2 separate regions of the Triticum aestivum genome follow, and region 1 is linked to region 2. A link is a contact called in public Hi-C data. All regions are on one chromosome and are shown on one strand. The core of a region is the stretch at or near the end of the contact, and the rest is flanking DNA. Distances in the headings are between cores, read along the strand shown.

Evidence for each region. A called contact is a pair of places that touch in the nucleus more often than the background predicts.
Region 1: a Hi-C map of leaf shows a contact between it and region 2, with 5 times the contacts expected there. The contact joins the promoter of LOC123097637 here to the promoter of LOC123097633 in region 2. A contact is called at or near these places in 2 of 5 Hi-C or Micro-C datasets (both in leaf).

Annotation. Positions count from the first base shown.
Region 1 is chr4D:314,262,820-314,267,664 of IWGSC CS RefSeq v2.1, reverse strand. It overlaps LOC123097637 (inactive glucose-6-phosphate 1-dehydrogenase 4, chloroplastic), which reads right to left and starts at 2,052. Exons shown (of 12, transcript XM_044519426.1): 1 at 1,750-2,052; 2 at 1,131-1,326; 3 at 585-850; 4 at 172-266; 5 at 1-73. The coding sequence starts at 1,827.
Region 2 is chr4D:313,770,537-313,775,820 of IWGSC CS RefSeq v2.1, reverse strand. It overlaps LOC123097633 (SNF1-related protein kinase regulatory subunit beta-1), which reads left to right and starts at 2,418. Exons shown (of 4, transcript XM_044519424.1): 1 at 2,418-2,787. The coding sequence starts at 2,548.

The DNA of each region.
Region 1 (4,845 bases), core at 803-3,302, 490 kb before region 2:
TTTGTTATCATGTCCTGCATCGACATAGTATGTCCTTTTAAGGAATTCATTCAACTTTTCTTCACAGTTTTCACTGCAGCACAACAATATTATAAATATATATCAGATGAAAACTTCCTAAATTTAATAGCATGAAGCTTGGAGTCAAGGTCTGCTACCAAAGAAACGTACTGGTGATCTACCCGACAGGTCAAATTGGCTTCAATCATGGATCTTAAATCCTCGTCTGCTAATGTCTTTCTAGAATATCCAAATATGGCAACATTCTGCAATATAAAGCATTGAAGTCGTGACATGATGAAATGATAATACAGACAGCTGACAGGCAGTCACTAGATTCAAACTCCCATAAGGACTCGAAAATCTGATTATTCTACATCATTATTCACATATACAACACCACCTCTATTGGCACTAAGCCGAACTATGTATGGGAAATATGGAACTAATCCTAAATAGAAATTGATGATTCAGCGGGTTGATCACAAATATAGGATTGAAGATCGAGGCTTGTTTGCTACAGATCGTTCTAAAAAAGAATAAAAATGAAGGCAAGCAGAAGTTATGACATGTTGTGCTCATACCTGAGGAAGAAAACCACTGTAATACAGAGCAAATAGTGCTGGGAAGACTTTACTTCTTGCCAGTTCGCCAGTAGCTCCAATGACAGCAATGCAAAGAGATGGTATACTTTCAGGTTGGTCATCAAAGTTATCAAACAGAACAACGCCTTCCTCTAGTACAGGACGATCAGCTTCAGAGTGGTTGAGTCCCAGATGCATTGAACTTTTGTCATCGATCGAGTTATCTGACATAACAGAGCTTGTATTTGCTGTTTCACCTCCAGTTTCTACATAAAAGGAAGAAATAATGTGTGTCAGTGTGTGTGAAAGCATCTGGATGCAAGCAAATAACCACGGAGAAATTTGTGATGACAGTAGTAAGATAGTATGGTGAAATCTGGGGACTAGCATATTTCACAAATAATGCAAACTGAACATAACTTTCAAAGGCATGAAGCAAACTAGTGCCATGCACATGTAAAACTGCGGGAATGATAAGCCAGGAATCCCATAATTTTGATAGATATACTTGAAGTAGCAAATAGCAAGTGGTTTCCGAATACCAACCATCAGCAAGCTGTACATTCCGACGAGTTATCCTTCCAGTCAGCGATGCAACCTTGAAGCAGTCAGGAATTTTACCAACCCCTTGAATTTCCAGCTTTCTCTGAACTTGCGATCCATGCCTCCTCAGGGCCTTGTGGAGCTTCATCTTGGCAGCAATCCAACATTGCGTTCTAAGAGTGACAGCAGGTCCTGCAACCTACGCGCAGAAGCATCAAACAGCAGTTGATCAGCACTTGAATGTGTCCATGTCTACTAGTACATCTGACAGTAACTAAACCAGATGCAGAACAAATAGAACGCAAGCATCATCTGTAGGCAATATGGGCCTCAGCATTCCGTCAGCCTCAGGCGCCAGAACGAGCCACAAGAATCACGTGCTCACACACGCATTTCATCGAATATCCTGATAGGAGACAGGAGCACTTGCCCTTCCATCCACCCCTCTTGGCCCGTAGGAATGACGCATGACGCATCCATCGTCACAGAATCCAGCATAGCACCATAACCATAGCAACTTGGTAAAGGCATTTTATCAAGCAGGTCAAGCGCGCCACAAGGGTGGAAGGAGGCCGAAAGGCACGACGGCCACCAACCACAGGAGCTCGGCTGGAGTACTCACCGGGCTGAAGCGCGCAGCCCCCAACGAAGGCGGCGCTGGAGCTGCTGAAGCCGTCACGGCGAGGACCGTGGTAGCCATGCTCGGCGTTGGCGCTTCTTTCTCGGTCCGCCGTATCCCGCCCCGCTTCTTTTTAGTCTCACGGCGGTGGCCGGTGCCAGGATCGTGTCACTGTCAGGCCCCGGCTGATCTGATAGTGATAGACAGCCACGCGACAGTAGCTAGCTGTACGTGTCGTCGGTCTCAGTTATCACGAGGGAGTGGATAGCGACGCTCTGTAGCCGCCCCCGTTGGGATGGACATTTCGCAGTACAGCCAAAAAAGCCCTAGGAAAGTGACAAAGTACTCCTTGCTTTGCGAAATACGTACAGAGCAGCAAGTCTAAAAATAACGTTGCTCATGTGTAAATGCCGGTTGCTGATTGGGCTTTGCCCCAAGCGAGAATTAATCCTGCTCCTAAGCATTGGCCACCTCCTACTACAGACTCCGTTGCTCTATCAGTTGATGGATCTTTTTCAGTTGATTATGGCGCCGCAGCCGTAGGGTTGATTCTCCAGCGACATGATGGATCAGTTATTTTTGCAGCATACTGATATATTTTCAATTGCAATGATGCATTGGAAGTGGAGATACATGCGCTTATGCAAGGGATGGCATTTGCTATACAACACTCCAATTTTTCGGTGATTGTTTAATCTGATTCTAGTGTGGCGTTATCGAGTTTGACAGGAGATGGATTGATTCGTTCTGCCTATGGACATCTCGTAGCTGAAATTAAGGCATTGATGAGGGATGGGGGGTTTATTCCCCAGAAATTAAATAAGGATCAAAATAGAGTCGCTGACCGCTTAGCAAATTATAGTCGCGTAGAGTGTACCGCGGCTGTGTGGATGCATCTCCTTTTTCATCGCAAAAAAAGGACGCGTGCTCCTGGGAGCTAAACTTTTTCGCTATCAGCTACCGCTTTGCCGTTTCGAAGCATGGGATGCAGTTTCACTATCCAAGTTCTTGGTTATGACAAACACAAATTGGTACTACTGAATTTGTATGAGAAATATTATTGTCATCGTCGCTATTGTTATTGTTTTTCTTTAAACAAAGGCGTGAGCTTTGCCTCGTCTATTAATTAAGAAGTTTATTGTTACAAAGATACCCTACAACCAAAAGTGTTACTCTCTTAATATTATTTTTTCTAACTTTTTAGCACCCGCTTTGGCCCAAAGCACGGCCTCCTCTTTAATTAAGCTTAGAAGGATTGGATGTGGAACGATCTTGTGACAGAAGACATGGGCATTTCTCTTGTTTGAGAGAGAGACCATGACTTTCCTATGAGGGGTGTTGGCATATGATAAATTGATCCACCAATTTTTAACGTAATTTTTGGAGTGCCACAAGATGGTATCAATGTTTTCGAGGTGTATCCAATCATTGACAAAATTCCAAATGTAAATTGGGAAGCGGTTGTTGTGCAAAAGTAGTATACAAAAATTACACTCATAACTCAGGTTTGGAGCCCGCAAAAACAAACTCAGATTTGCAAACTATGCCCATGCAGAGAGAGTAGACTGTTAGTTGACGCAACATCTAACGATGTGTCTGTATAATGAGCTATGCTCCTGCGTGAGCTTGTGGACTTATTTATGGGCATGTAGCTTTGGTTTTTCTTCATGAACCTATTTATGGGCCTCTGATTTGTAGTTTCTCAAAACACGGGAATATGAAGGGAAAAAATCAAAATCCTTCAAAAATCATGTGAACTTTTTTCAATCAATGAGGATGTTTTGCTGATATTCAACTGAGCTGCGGAGAGACTCCTGAGTTTCTAAAAAAAGATGAGTTGAGACTTGGGAGGTCAAAAAAGTTGTAACTATTTAAATCCTATATAGAACTAGAAAAGCACGTGAAGTCATAATTGTGGGGCCCTCTTTGTTCGCAGGGTTCTCAAAATACAGGAATAGAAAAAGCATATGATTAAAATGTCATGTTCTCTTAAATGCTATAGGACTAGAAAACCACATCAATTTGAACAATATGTGTATGATGCCACAGAAAAACAAAAGTTATACAAAGAGATTTGAGTGGATAGATATTTTCGTTCAAACTATGTGCAAATCAATCCTTAGGAATTTTTCCTATCCCAAGTTTAAATCCTCCACAAATCCTATGAAATTCCTTCGAATCGTAGGTTAAATGATTTATACGCTAATACGTTATAGTACATCAATGAGTAACAAATCGAACGACATCATCGAAGTAAAGACTAGGACCCTGGGAGAAAGTCGAACCACATCAACCAATATCCTCCTAGGGTCCTAGTCTTTTACGACGACTTTCTTAAGCTTCCGATGCAAAGAAGATTGATAGACCACTCAACACAAGAGTTGTTATATTCATGGAACATGATTTGACAAAGGCTATGAATATGAAACTGGTTTCGTGTCTTTTCGAGCAACTGTTTGATTTGAAAATCAATTTCAACAAGAGTGAACTGTTATGTTTTGGGCGCGCCAAGGAAGAAAAGAAAATTTATAGACAGTTGTTTGGCTGTGAGTTGGGTATCTTCCATTTAGGTACATGGGAATCTCAATTCATCACCGAAAACTAACCAACAAAGAAGGGAAGTACATAGAGGATCAATTTGATAAGAAACTAAGTTGTTGGAAGGGCAAGCTTATGTCTTATGGGGCCGGCTAATTGATAAATTCCGTGCTTAGAAGTATGCCAACGTTCCTATTGTCCTTCTTTAAGTACATGTCGCCGATGTCGGGTATGGAAAAGGTTGGATTTTTATCGATCACGTTTTTTCTAGCAAAGCGATGAGAATAAATTCAAGTACATGTTGGCCAAGTGAGATATAATTTGTAGGCCGAAGGACCAAGGGGGTTTAGAGATTGAAAACCTTGAAGTAAAGAACAGATGCCTGCTTAGTAAATGGTTATACAGGCTTTCTACAGAAGACGAGTGTGTGTGGATACAAATTATTGTGTAACAAGTATTTGCAATCCAAGATCCTCGCACAAATAACGGTACAACCAGATGATTCACCTTTTTGGAAGTGGCTGATGCGAACAAAGGTTGGCTTTTTTAATAGGGCCAAAT
Region 2 (5,284 bases), core at 1,169-3,668:
CCATCTTTGATTAACGAGCTAGTCAAGTAGAGGCATATTAGGGACACTCTGTTTTGTCTATGTATTCACAGATGTACTAAGTTTCCGCTTAATACAATTCTAGCATGAATAATAGACATTTATCATGATATAAGGAAATATAAATAACAACTTTTTTATTGCCTCTAGGGCATATTTCCTTCATTATGAACTCAATACTCTAGATGCATGTTGGATAGCGGTCGGTGTGTGGAGTAATAGTAGTAGATGCAGGCAGGAGTCGGTCTACTTGTCTCAGACGTGATGCCTATATACATGATCATTGCCTTGAATACCGTCATAATTATGCGTTTTTCTATAAATTGCCCAACGGTAATTTGTTTACCCACCGTGTGTTTTTTTGCTCAAGAGAGAAGCCTCTAGTAAAAACTATGGCCACAGGGTCTATCTTTATCATATATTAAAATCCAAAAGTACATTGCTGCAATTTTTTTATCGTTATTTTTGTGTGTGTTTGTTTATCTATCTATCACTACAAGATTTGATCCTTGCAATTAACTGCCAAGGGATTGACAACCCCTTGTTTGCGTTGGGCGTAAGTATTAGTTATTTTGTGTGTAGGTGCTGTTCACGATGTCTTGCGTGGTTCTCTTACTGGATTAATAACATTGGTTCTTAACTGAGGAAAATACTTATCTCTGTTGTACTGCATCATCCTGTCCTCTTCAGGGAAATCTCAACGCAGCTCACAAGTAGCAGCCGCCTCCGCTGTTGCCGTCCTGATCTAGACGGGAGCGGCGCGAAGCAATTCGGAGAGCGACCGCACGTCGCCCTCGTCGAGATTGGAGCTGGAGCCGCTGCTGTCGTCTGCCATGGATCGAATTGGGAAGAGGAGACAACATATTGGGAAGGGGAAAGAACAAATTGGGAAGAGGAGAAGACGGAGAGAGTGGAGTGAACTGAGGTCTAGGGTTTATCAAAGGGGATATATGTGGGGTCGGCATGGGTCGGGCCGACGTAGCGGACGAGCCCGGGCTGCCCCATATCCGCCCCATATTTGGGTTGGATATGATGGGCGCCGGACAACTCGGACGTCTGAGGATGGTTTGAGGCGCCTGTGTGAGTCAGTATTTTGTGACCGATCAACCCGTTCGGGCGTTTGAGGTCTGAGGCCCCATAGATGCTCTTAGAGGCAGTCGGAAAGAGAATTGTAATTTATTCGTTCAGACTTGATAGTTACCAGTGAAAAAAAATAATAGTTTTTGGAGCCCTAACCCAAATTGCAGTAGTTTTATCCTATTTACTCTCTTTGCTGGTGTCGTTAGGTCTTTTCCAATGCAAAGATGCTTAGATGAGGTGCTAAGTGCATTATATAGTTTAGCAAGTCAACTCTCCAATGCATATGCGCTTAGCTTGTCTTGTCGTTGCCGCGCTTACTTTATTTAATGATTTAGCACCTAAACTCTGTCATGCATTGGTCAACTTCTTTCATTTAAGTGGATTGCCTAGGTTCAGGTGCTTGACATTGGTTCTTTCTGGGATCATAAAATGCTCTCTCTTCTCTTTAATTGCTGTGCCATGTCATTTTTTCGCTTATGTGACATGCTTAGCACTTGTCCATGACGAAGCACTGGGAAGGGCCTTAGATAATTCGACGGTGGCCGGATCCATCTGTATCAGCAATCGATTCCCGATGATTCGATTAAGGACTTTTTTTTTTGGAGGTAAGATTCGAAGAAGGAGCTGAGTAGTGTTGGTAGAGATGGATCACACGTCGATGCGGAGTAGTACCACTTTCGTGTTAAGGCATGCCGAACGCATAACTAATTAACTAAGTGTTGTTAGGTCGTCTCTCGTCCTACTTACATCAAATAAAAATGGTTCAGAATTCATCGACGCAAATCCAAGCTCTAGATGAGGCGCAACCTACATGAAACGAACGACGACAGTGTTGCCAAATTTCCTGCAGTGGCACGACAAACACTGGAATTTGGGTGATACTCGCGACGGCAACCGCCAGAAGGCCAATCCTTCACCTACCATGTTCCTCGACACGAACCCATCCCTTTCACGATTCTCAATTCTTCAACGCAAAGGATTCGCGAGACAACACGCCAATGAGATTGCAGAGACGGATGGCGGATTTCGGGTCCCGGGAGCCGTCGCCCGAAGGCTCCTCTATCCCCCTCACCCAACGCCCGTCCGAACGTGCGCGCCGTGACCAGGGCCGGGGCCCGCTCCACGTCACGTACATACTATCACCAAACACGGCCCTCCGTGCGCTACACCCTCCTGCACCGACCGGCGGCCGGGCCACGTGGGGCCGACGCGACGGTGACGGTGCAACCCACGAGCGCCGGGTGCACGGGTGCCGCCACGCTTCCCGGGCAAGGGGCAGGCAGCGGCACGCGCTTAATTACGCGACCAAACGGGCGCAGCCATTCCTCTCTCTCTCGCTCGTCTTCCTTGCCCCCTCGCGCAACAGCAGCGCCACAACGCAGTGAGTGGCACTTCCGTGATTTCGCCGCCGCGGGGGGCGGGCGGAGGAGAGAAGGAGGGAAGGAGGCCATGGGCAACGCCAGCGGCAGGGAGGAGGACGCCGCCGCGCCCGGGGAGGCCGACGCCGCCGACGTCGACGTGGAGGACGGAGGCGACGACTCCTCGGCCCGCGGCTTCCCTCCCTACGGCGGAGGCGCCAACCACGTGCGCCGTGCGTGCTCGGTGGGTGTCGTGGGGGCCAGCGCCGGGCCCGGATCGCCGCCCGGGAGCCCCGGCCGCTCCCTCTCGCCGCGGATGTTCGTGCCCCAGGTCAGATCACCAGATCCCGCACCCTCTTCTCCATTTCCTTGCTCGCTCTACTGCTACAGAGTTTGGTTCGGTTCGGATGCCTAGTTTCCCCCCCTGCTGGTGCTCGTATGTGATCTCCAGATGTGGAGGTTCCACTGATTTCGTTGGTTGGTTGGTTGGTTGGTTGGTTGGCTGGCTGGTTGGCTTAGGGTCCCAACGCGAGGAGTGGCCGCGATCTGGAAATGGCTCGGTATCCTCCAAATTCACTTTTAGCTAATGCTGCCCTTCCTGTGGATAAACTGTTTGATCCCTGCGCGAGAATAGAGCAAAGAAGCGCGAGCCTACTTGCTGCTACTTCATCTTAGTATTACTGATTGTAATGACAATGCAGGAAGACACTTTGGCAGTCCTTTGTGCGAGCTTGATTGTTTTCTCCTAAGCAGCAAACTGTTTCAGAATAAGCTATGCTACTTGGACAGTAAACAGGGAGGTTCTATTATGTGTAAACTGTTGAATGACCGTTTGATTGTACAGACTTTTTATGGGTTTTTTCTGTTTTGATTAAAAGTTAACATGAAGCAGATTCGTTAGGTCTAGAATTTTCGTTTGCCCCTTGCCCAATAGTTAGTTTAGGCACTGTAATGGTGATGTGTAAGTTAGTCATGAGAATGATGTCTCCGTGTGGGTTGTCCAAGGAATTTATAGGCTTTCTGTTAGGGCTCTGGTTCATATCGACACTGATGCTGGTTTTCAGACCATGACTTTAGGTGCTTTTAAAAATTAAACTAATACTTGATATACAGTCGTACTGTAGGTCGTGTCTAAGCATTCAAAGGAAAAATATCGGGTTAATTTGTTCAATTAGAGTGGGTGACCTGATGTATATTGTTTTCTATTATTACGGCTGAAGATTGGATTGGTATGTCGGTCACCTTCCTTCTCATTTGTTTTCTCAGTGACATACTGTCTATTACTTCTGAACCAACCCTTCTGCTACATTCCTGGGATTATGCTATTACTGTCTGCAGAATGTAGATCTCTTGTGGTGCATTGACATCAAGTATTGGATATAATGTAACTATGCGTTAGGTGTTTTTATGATTAAAATAGGATTGCACCAGGGGTCAGCTTTGAGCCCTTATCTTTTTTGCTTTGGTGATGGATGAGGTCACAAGAGATATACAGGGAGATATCCCATGCTGTATGCTCTTTGCAGATGATGTGGTGCTAGTCAATGATAGTCGGACGGGGGCCAATAGGAAGTTAGAGCTATGGAGACGAACCCTTGTAATCGAAAGGTTTTAGACTTAGTAGAACTAAAACCGAGTACATGAGGCGCGGTTTCAGTACTACTAGGAACGAGGAGGAGGAGGTTAGCCTTGATGGGCAGGTGGTGCCTCAGAAGGACCTTTCGATATTTGGGGTCGATGCCCCGGAAGGATGGGAATATCGATGAAGATGTGAACCATCGAATCAAAGCCGGATGGATGAAGTGGCGCCAAGCTTCTGGCATTCTCTGTGACATGAGAGTGCCATAAATGCTAAAAGGCAAGTTCTATAGGACGGCGATTCGACCCATAACGTTGTATGGAGCTGAGTGTTGGCCGACTAAAAGGCGTCATATTCAACAATTAGGTGTGGCGGAGATGCGCATTTTGAGATGGATGTGTGGCCACACAAGGAAGGACCGAGTCCAGAATGATGATATATGAGAGTTGGGGTAGCACCGATTGAAGAGAAGCTTGTCCAACATCATTGAGATGGTTTGGGCATATTCAGCGCAGGCCTCCAGAAGCTCCAGTGCATAACAGACGACTAAAGCGTGCCGATAATTTCAAGAGTGGTCGGGGTAGACCGAACTTGACATGGGAGGAGTCCGTAAAGAGAGATCTGAAGGACTGGAGTATCACCAAACAACTAGCCATGGACAGGGGTGCGTGGAAGCTTGCTATCCATGTGCCAGAACCATGAGTTGGTCGCGAGATCTTATGGGTTTCACCTCTAGCCTGCCCCAACTTGTTTGGGACTAAAGGCTTTGTTGTTGTTGTTGTTGATGCGTTAGGTGTTTTTCCATTCTCCTGGGCAGTAGCCTTAAGGATTGATTAAACTGAAAATAATTGAAGCAAATAAATATACGCAATTAGTAGTTGCCACAGCTGCTCCATTTATCAATTTTCTCATTGATGTCACTAGTAAAGCTGACACGTTCAAATCCATTAAATGAGTACATCGATGCTCACAACATGACTGTCCCGCTTAGCTTTGGAATGGCGCAATATGGTGTTTTCATTTTTCTGTTTTCAGTGCATTTGCATGTTGATATCCTTTCGCCCTTTCTTACCTCGAACATGCACCCAAATCATCTTGCCCTTTACTTGGTAGAACCATATGAATCGAGTAGGCGCACAGATGGAAATGAGAAAATTCTGTTACATCTAGATGAACTGCAAGCATTATAAGCATAGGGGTAAAAATAACAAGGAATGCTCTATTCTAGTGAAATATGCAGTATTAAATA